Regions from separate parts of the Mus musculus genome. Here all the other regions are linked to region 2. The links are chromatin contacts, called in public HiChIP or PLAC-seq and promoter capture Hi-C maps. All regions are on one chromosome and are shown on one strand. The core of a region is the stretch at or near the end of the contact, and the rest is flanking DNA. Distances in the headings are between cores, read along the strand shown.

What was found. Promoter capture Hi-C pulls out the DNA fragments that hold promoters and counts their contacts. HiChIP or PLAC-seq counts read pairs in DNA pulled down with a chosen protein or histone mark.
Region 1: a promoter capture Hi-C map of embryonic stem cells shows a contact between it and region 2, with 2.5 times the contacts expected there. The contact joins the promoter of Scd4 here to the promoter of Slf2 in region 2. A contact is called at or near these places in 2 of 39 promoter capture datasets (embryonic stem cells and second pharyngeal arch cranial neural crest) and 1 of 115 datasets of contacts at active chromatin or transcription factors (pancreatic cancer cells).
Region 3: an H3K4me3 HiChIP or PLAC-seq map of bone marrow-derived macrophages shows a contact between it and region 2, with 3 times the contacts expected there. The contact joins the promoter of Fgf8 here to the promoter of Slf2 in region 2. A contact is called at or near these places in 5 of 39 promoter capture datasets (cranial neural crest, hippocampal neurons, liver and 2 more), 2 of 484 Hi-C or Micro-C datasets (ECoMG myeloid progenitors and erythroblasts), 2 of 115 datasets of contacts at active chromatin or transcription factors (bone marrow-derived macrophages and pancreatic cancer cells) and 1 of 9 other capture datasets (pancreatic islet).

The regions. Positions count from the first base shown.
Region 1 is chr19:44,331,825-44,334,971 of GRCm38.p6, forward strand. Scd4 (stearoyl-coenzyme A desaturase 4) reads left to right here and starts at 1,502. Exons shown (of 6, transcript NM_183216.3): 1 at 1,502-1,691; 2 at 2,170-2,437. The coding sequence starts at 1,668.
Region 2 is chr19:44,929,854-44,932,731 of GRCm38.p6, forward strand. Slf2 (SMC5-SMC6 complex localization factor 2) reads left to right here and starts at 1,266. Exons shown (of 20, transcript NM_001081225.2): 1 at 1,266-1,597. The coding sequence starts at 1,458.
Region 3 is chr19:45,741,403-45,744,298 of GRCm38.p6, forward strand. Fgf8 (fibroblast growth factor 8) reads right to left here and starts at 1,482. Exons shown (of 6, transcript NM_001166361.1): 1 at 1,251-1,482; 2 at 1,114-1,150; 3 at 509-595; 4 at 97-277. The coding sequence starts at 1,282. RefSeq lists an enhancer at 1-249.

The DNA.
Region 1 (3,147 bases), core at 252-2,751, 600 kb before region 2:
TCACAGAGGGACAAGTTGGTCATGCTTGCCCTCATATAGTCTCCTTTGTGTGTGTGTGGGGGGGAAGTGTACAGGGGAGATGTCTATCTCAGGAGACCCTAGTGAATGCAAATCCCTGCAGTTTGAGCTTCCTCATCCTGCTGTGAATCTACTGAAGACGGCCTGTGAAGTCATTTTGTCTTGGGACTCTAGGCCAGCATCGCTTTCCGAGCAGGGTTTGAGCCTGGGCTCTGGCATCTTGCCTACTATGATCAGTTTCTAGCTCTGTGAGTCACTGGCTCCTGGGACCACAGACAAATTATCTGAGCTCTCTATATCTCAACTTCCTTCTCCTTAAAAACCACAGGTCATGGGTCACGGGGAGACTTTTTAAAAAGTTAGTATTAGCTTTTTTTTTTTTTTTTTAAAGTCATTCCATACCAGCTCAGTCTTCTTATTTCACAGGCAAACCTTTGCACCTCTGCTGCCTGTAAACGCCTGTCTGAGGTTCCCACTTTTTCCTTATAGAAGACTCCCAATTCCCAACCTGATGGGAGAATCTTCAGACCTCCCTGCCTGCAGCAGATGTTCCGGGGGCAGGAACATAGGGAAGTAATTAAATGCTAATGTCTGGAGGTGGTTATCCCCTGTGAAACGAGTCCTATGACTGAGCGTGGGCTCAGACACTCAGCCCTGTGCGTGTGACTGTGTGTGTGAGCTGGTCAGAGCATTCTGCGATTCTGCTGAACATCCTGGGCAGGTGGGTGGGGAAGAGCCGCCACTGGCTTGAGATGCTAAGTAAGAAGGCGGGCTATGCACCTGCTCTTGTCTCGAGATCTGGGGGTGGAGGCCAGTCCACCCCCCCTTACCCCCACCACACCTGATGAGTGGAAAGAGAAGGTGGAATTGTGGTGGACACTGATGAGCTGTCCCCACTGTGCAACTGCCCCAGTGTGACACATTTGCCAAGCACCTGTGTTAGTCCTGGGCTTGAACTTGACTCTCACCCCCCAGATTCACTCTTTTCCCACTTTGTGGACATTTTCTACCCTCTATGAAGCTTGAGAACTGGACCCCAGATTCCTCCAGTCATGATGCTGGCAGAGACCCAGGGTCCACAGAGATGAAACCGAGGAGGTTGGCACAGAGGGCTGTCTGCCAGCGAGATAGCAGATTTCTGGATGCCAGAGCCAGGAAGACAAGAGAGTAACAAATTCCTCTGCTCAGAGCTTGCCAGAGTGCTGAGAATACTCCATCTGTCTAGGAATGGGGACAAAGGTGGCTCTCTCTTAGTGTGTGCAGCATCCCATAGCCTTGCCTTAGGTGAATGTGGGCTTTGCTGGCTGTCCTCCCCTCTCTCGCCTTCAGTCTTTATCTCCTCATGGGGCTGCCTTGACTAGCCAGCTCTGAATTCTTTATCCCTTGTTGGCAGTCATGAAGCACATCTGAACAAATACCAGACACAGTCACCAAGTGCCAGCTCTACATACCCTTTAAATCCTGTGCCTGGAAACAACAACACACAGCAGAACTGACTGGTGACACCTGCACAGTTAGCCGGGCATCAACGCAGTACACACAGCGCACAGTGGGCTCTGGACTCAACGCTTCACCGATCCTCAGTCGCTGCAGACCTGGACCTTGCTCTCTCTGCCTTCACAAGAGGATCTAGGCTTCCAAGGAGCAAGATGACGGCCCACTTGCCACAAGAGGTCAGCTTTTCATCAATGACCCCCTCCCTCTAGCACAGGATCTTTGGTACCAGGTGGGACTGTGCTGACTGGAGAGAGGCCAGAGCTGAGAGCTACAGAGACATCTCAGATATCTTATTAGATTTGTATGACCTTCAAGTGAGGGATGTGGCAGTCATGTTGCCAGTTGACTTTAAAGGAAAGAAAGCTCCCGTCCAGCCAATACCTTTCTGCATGCACATGCATTTTCCTTTGTATGTTGCTTGAGGTATGAATGTTTGATCCCCGTCCCTGCCCCTTCACTGTGAGGTTTGATTGTCAACACATTCTAGGTAGTTTCTGGGAAGTTTTCTCTGCTTCATCTAGCACATCTGTACTCTGTCTTCCTATGATCAGGGCACTGGGGTTTCTGCCTCTACTGCCTTGGCTGTATTACAGGAGGACCCCCCCCTTGCTGTCCTATGTATCTGCTTTTGACTTTCACTTCCTCCCGTTGAAGATCTCCAGCAGGTGTAGCACTACCAACATCATGGAACCCCACTCCCGGAGACAGCAGGATGGAGAAGAGAAGATGCCCCTCCAGGCAGAAGATATCCGGCCTGAAATAAAAGATGATCTGTATGACCCCAGCTACCAGGATGAGGAGGGACCCCCGCCCAAGCTGGAGTACGTCTGGAGGAACATCATCTTCATGGCCCTGCTGCACGTGGGAGCCCTGTACGGGATCACACTGGTTCCCTCCTGCAAGGTCTACACCTGGCTCTTGGGTAATCTCCAAACCCTCCGCCCTGGGCCAGCACCCCATGTCTCCCCCGCCCCCAACTCTTTAATAAGGTAGACTCTGATTCTGAAAAGTAGCCGCTCTCTGTCCAGATTTTTCAAGTTTTCTCTCCACTTTCTGAGATACTGATAACTAGACGGGGAACAGAGCCTCGTGGGATTGGGGTACAAGAGTGTCAGATCTGGGGGGTTCTTTAGCTTGGATGCTAAAGTCTATAAAAGGTGGAGGGATAACTGTATGACAAAGGATTGACAGTCTCCTAAAGAGCTTTTCCGTCCAAAAAGCTTTCTGACTTAGCATTGCCTGCCACAGGAAAACTAGAGCCCTTGCTGAGAGGCATGGGGGCTTAATGAGGGGGTATTTGCTTAGTCGGGAGACAGAGTAAAGTAAGACTATCCAGAGGGGATCGCTGGAGAAGAAGGAATAAAATGGGATTACCAACAAAAAATATTTGTATGTGATTCTGACCAGGACAGGCTTGTTTGCCCCAGAGAAAGATGAGGCAGGTTCCCACACGGTCCAAGTACACTGGTGTAGAGTTCTGCTGCTCCAGGTCCGTCCTGTCAGTTAGCAAGATGTTCTTAAAATGACAAAAATAGAGGGGGAGGGGGGTTTCAGAATTGGGTGACATTCCATTCATTCCCTGGCCAGCCAGTTCCTGCTCTTGTCTCTGGATACCATGTAGGACAAAGGGCC
Region 2 (2,878 bases), core at 16-2,515:
ATAGGATTACAAGCCTTCCCTAAAAAAAAAAAAAAAACTGGCCGGGTACTGCAGGAAATCTGAAGCCCAAAGGAAAGAGAATCTTGTATTTGTACCAATTACACGAGAGAATCTAAACCTGTTTACATTGCTGGGTTTTATTACTTAAAATTACCCAGAGAAGATGGGCAGTGGTGGCCCACGCCTTTAATCCCAGCATTTGGGAGGCAGAGACCGGCCATTTTTCTGAGTTCAAGGCCAGCCTGGTCTACAGTCAGTTCCAGGACAGCCAGGGCTATACAGAGAAACCCTGTGTGTGTGGGGGGGGGGGGGGGAAGTGGGGGGGACAAGGGAAATTACCCAGAGAAGTGAGTAACTATACCCATTCTATACACATGGGAAGTGAAGTTTTAAATTACTCTGACCAGTTCCTCGGTCTGCAAAAAAACCCAGCTGGAGAGATAGCTCAGTGGTTAAGAGTACTAGTTGCTACTTCCAGAGGTCCTGAGTTCAATTCCACCAACCCTAAGGTGGCTCACAACCTCATGCTCTATTGTCATTCAGGCATACATGCAAATTGAGCACCATATACATAAATAAAAACTTAAAGAAATCCAACCTAACAGCCTCTTCAAAGCACAAGTCCTTTACTGATAAGGAAAAGAAGTCTATGTGCTGCGACTTCATGGGGAAACCCATTAGAGACAAAACGCTTTGACAGAATAAAAATGTCTAATTCAATGACTGAGTGCTCCCCCGCCCCCTCCCTTACAAAACAAAACAAAACAAAACAAAAAAACGGAACAACTATATCACAGTATAGAAGATCCCTCACAGAACGGTCAAATCACATTATAAGAGAAGGAACAGAAAGGAAATGGTGACAGCATTTTGGCCTAAGATGCCAAAGTGACTATGAAATATTAGGGCAGCTGTAGCACAATCGTCACAAATGTTGGCCATCTTCACTACAGACAGCTGCAGGCTCGGTTTTACTTCTGCAAATCTCACCCCTAGCCCTCGATCAGGCGGCTGTCGCCAGCTGTCGTAACACCCGCCACTGCCTCTTCTTTCCCACTCCCACGCACCGGCCAAGGCCGCCGCGGCCCCGACGAGGAGGCGCGCGCCCCAGGCGCACGTGACGGGCCCGGGGAGGGCAGTTTTCAATCTCCCCTCCCCCTTCCAAAAAACCCGCCCTCTCCCGGCAGGCGGAGGCTTTCTATTGCGCTACCACCAGAGTGACCCTCAGGTCAGCCAATCGCGACGCGGCACCTCAAGAAAGGCCCGCCCCCTGATGGTCCTCAGGTTCCTTCCCGCTCACACCGGAGTCACTTCCGAAGAGAGAACCGCCATGAAGAGAGTAGGGGGTGCCGCCCACCTCTGCACCGACAGCCTCCCCGAGTCCCAGCAGCAAGACGGCAACCACGCACCCAGCTTCTCCAGCCACAGCTCATGCCGCCGTCGCCAGCGGCGCCGACATGACAAGGCGCTGCATGCCCGCTAGGCCAGGTTTCCCCTCATCCCCAGCCCCGGGGTCGTCGCCCCCGCGCTGCCATCTGAGACCCGGTAGTACCGCCCCTGCTGCAGCGGGAAAAAGAACAGAGAGTCCTGGGGACAGGTACAGTGCAGAGGGCTTGAGAAGGGGCCGGGTCGCGGGGGCACGGGTATAGGGGAGGACTACGGACGGCTGCTCTTCAGTTCCCGCCATCCTCAGCGAGCTCAGGCCTTGATGTTCTGGGGCCTGCAAGCCCTCGCCCCGCCTCCGCGCGGGGGCTTCTGGGAGTTGAAGTCTCCTTTTCTGTAGTTGAGGTGTTGCTTTTGGTCTAGTGACCACCAGCCTAGATGGCTGCGGAGAGCCCGCTTTAGGTAGAAGGTTGTTTTTCTCCTTTTCGAGCGCTTGCCCTGGGGCCCTCCCTTCTCGAAGCCTCTATTTAGATCGTTCTGATCCTGGTGGTTTCTTGAGTTTAATTATGTAAGATGTGATAAGGAAAACCCACGAATTACTTAATAGTACAGTGTACACGACCATTCATACTAAAAACATTTTTGGAATGCGCCTGTTTTCTCTTTGAGTGACTTTCTCCCTCACCAACAGACCTTTCTTTTTCTATTTCCTTTTTCTTCCTTTCTTTTTTTATATGGTAAGGATTTTCTGGGAGCTATGTAATGATGGAGAATTTCATCATATGACATCCTCTGACAATAAAACATTCAAATTATCTACGAACTTGGTACTGTCTTTTTTTTTTTTTTTTTAAGAATTGGTAACAGACGTTTTAAGTTTATGCTTTAATATTGTAGCACAGATTCACAATCCTTTATCTTAATTCTGAAGGACAGAAGGCTGTGAAAAACAACTATTTTCATTGCTTCCTACCACAGCCGCCTTGGCAGCCAAGCCAGGTTGATCAGAGCTAATATAAGGTTTGTGGGTGGTACTGAGTGTGAGTGTTGATAAGCTTTGCTGGAGAAATAGTAATATTTTGGCTACAGGTTGCAGCGCCAGATCCTGCTGGGGGCTGCACATAATACATTCAAGTTATTTCCCCTCCAAAATCCAATAAATTGAGAATTCTAACACGTTTGGTTCCAGCACTTTCAGATTAAAGGCTTGTAAAACTGTCATAATTTTTTTTAACCAGTTATACATAAGTAATGGATATTTCTGTGTGCTTGAACTTAGGAAACAATTATTTTACCTCTACAGAGTTCGTTTATAGTTTCATGGTTTACCAAAAGTCATTTTTCCATTCAGGTGTATTGGAGAGTAGTATTAGATTTAATACTTTAGGGGAAGGGTATGATGTTAATTTTTAGTAAAAATATAAGTATATCTTGGTTTTAATTTGCTGCTTCTGGGTTCTTTTGCACCTCTCCACTGCCAGAAATAGGCACATCA
Region 3 (2,896 bases), core at 232-2,731, 810 kb after region 2:
AGCCCGCAGGCCTTTCTGGCTGATGCAGCTGGGGCTGGCAAGGGGCGGCGAGGTCCAAGCTACCTCTCCTCTCCAGGGTCCGGGAATGCACCTTACCGAAGGGGTCTCCGTCTTCTGCCATGGCGTTGATGCGCTTGTTGGCCAGGACCTGCACGTGCTTCCCGCTGGTGCGGCTGTAGAGCTGGTAGGTCCGGATGAGGCGGCGGCTGAGCTGATCCGTCACCAGGCTCTGCTCCCTCACATGCTGTGTAAAATTAGGTGAGGACTGAACAGTTACCTTTAGGAAATTGAAAAATACACAGCACGCCATTATAACGCTACTCCGCCCAGGGGCCCCGAGTTGGTCCCCATTGCCCTTGTACCCGCCTCCCGCCGCGCCAGGCAGCCAGCGGGGACTGGGGGCATCCCCACAACATGCCGGCTCAGGCCACCAACCCCCTCGGGGAAGTCGCGCAGACCCAGCCCAGGATGGATGGATGAACCCGGGAATGAGGGAGTCTGGACCCACCTGTTGGGAAACACCCTGGGGCTCCCGGCCAGCTCGGAGCAGGGAAGTGGGCTCCCTGCCCAGCGCAGGCCCCCCGCCCGGGCCTTCCTAGAGGAGCAGGGTGCTTTTAAGTAGCGAGGCAACGCTACCCGACCCGTGACATTTATAAAGACAAATTTACGGAGCAAATGTTGAGAATGCAAAGGGCCTAGGTTAACACGATCGTTGGCCCAAACCGGCCACAGGTCTCCCCAGAGAGCAGCGGCGAGGATATTCGCTGCAACTACATCCCAACTACCCTTGACAAGGAACACCCGCTGACTCCAGCTCCCGCCTTCCTAGGAGGCCAGGTGTGGCTACAGGTAGCCTTCCCATCCACCCGAACTGGCCAGTCGCTGGGCTCAAGACCCTTGGGTTCTAGTCTCTCCACTCACTCGCTGTGTGACTTTAGGCAGGACACTGTCTCTCTGTTCCTTAGATCCCTCCTCGGGGTAGTTTGGGGCTGGATTTGTAAAGTTCTTTCCAGCCCTGCTGCGCTGGCCGAAGGGTCGGTCCTCGTGTCCCTGCCCGAGAGTGTCAGCTGGGTTCCCCGCGCCCGGCCCCCGCTTCTGCGCAGCGCTCCTTACCTGGGCTTGGAGGCAGAGAACCAGCAAGTGCAACAGCCTGTGGGAGACAAAAGCGGGCAGGAAAGAGGCGCGGGGTGAGCGGAGAGGGCTCGGCGGGCGCTGGCCGACGGGGACGCGGGGGCGACCGCGGTACTCACAGGCAGCTCAGCGCGGAGCGGGGGCTGCCCATGGCGCGCGGCCCCGGGAGCACTGAGAGCCCGAGCGGGGTCACGCCGTCCCACTGGAGGCCGCGGGGGGACAAGCCGAAGGTGCGGAGGCTGAGGGAGGTCGGGGTGCGGGAGGCCAGCGGCTATCCCGACGCGGCTCGTGGAATGTCGTGCTCGCCGCGCGCGCCGAACCCCTCTGAGCCGCTGCTGGAGCCGGTGGCCGCTGGCTGCTCAGGAGCCCGAGCAGGCGGGAGGGTAACGGGCCTGTGGGGTGGGTGGGGAGGTGGGAAGGGAGGGGGAGGGCAGGGGCGGGGGGCGCCGCACCGGCCGCGAGGGGGGAGCGCGGGGCGGGCGGCCGGAGCCCGCACCCCCGGCTGGGCGCTGGGGCCGGGTCGCCGCCCGGGGCGGGGGCGGGGCGGCCGGGGGCGGGGCGGCGGGCAGAGCAGGGATTGGGGGGTCTGGCCCAGGGGAGGGGTCTAGGGACCCGCGGGAGGGGCGGGGGCGGCTGGTGTGGGCGCCTCCCACTACCCTTGCCTGTCTCTTCCAGCGTTCCGGGGGCGGGATCGTCCAGGGATTGGGGGGCGTCTGGGACAACATGTTTAGTGGGGTCCCGTACACTTGAGTCCTGCAGGACTGTTGATCTGCTTAGGGTCGGGTCTGCTTATCTCTGGCCTCCTAGAAGGTCTCTGGGTCGCCTAATGTGTGCTGCGGTCGCACGCGCCCCTCTTGGGAGCCTGCAGCTAACAGTGAACTGGGCCCCGGTGCTGAGCGTCCCCTTGGGCGCCACTGGAACCCGGTGCCTTCACCTTTCTAAAAACCCAACCCCGCTGGTTTTCTGTCTCACAGTCTCCAAAGAGGCTCTGGGAGGGAGAAATGCCCCTTGCCACCCCATTATCACCTTCAGCCTTGCTCCTGTCCATCCAACTGCACTAGTCTATAAAGCTTAAGAAAAACCTTGAAGCGTCTATGTGGTAAGAGCTCAGGGGTCTCTGAAGGACCCACAGCCACTGCTTCTGAGCAATTAGCAGGGGCAAAAATAACTACGTTCAGCAACATTCAGGACACGGACCCAAGCTGCCTAGCCTTTCCCCTTCTGAGTTCCAGGTTTTCCTTGAGCAGGTACCTGGTGTCTTGTGTCACTTGGAAGAGGGAGGTGCTGGTGAGAAGGTAGAGACTTCTGTAAGCCTTTTCAAGCCCGTCGCCCCATTGCTTTCTCCATAGGGTTTCTGGGAACCCTGAGCCACTATTTTGTTACCGCAGGCACAGAGATTTCCCAGGCCAGGTATTTTTGAAGACCAGGTGGCTCCGTGGATGTACCACCCAGCTCTGCCTTCATCCACAGCCTCCCCTCTACTGATCCTCTGTGCCTCCGGGGTAGAACTAGGGGTTTGCGGTGGCCCCAGAAAGTCTTTGTAGGCTAAAGAGAGGCAAGCAGGCCCTTGTCAGTCCCCATCCGGTTCGGCCTGCCGCCCCCCTTTTATGCATCCCATCTTGCAAATGCAAACACGGAGTAATATATATATATATATATATATATATATATATATATATATATATGGTTAGGGGAGTCCATCTCAGCCCTTCAAGTGCTGAGCAATATAGAGAAGAACTGGTTCCAAGGAGACAGTCTCAGCCCT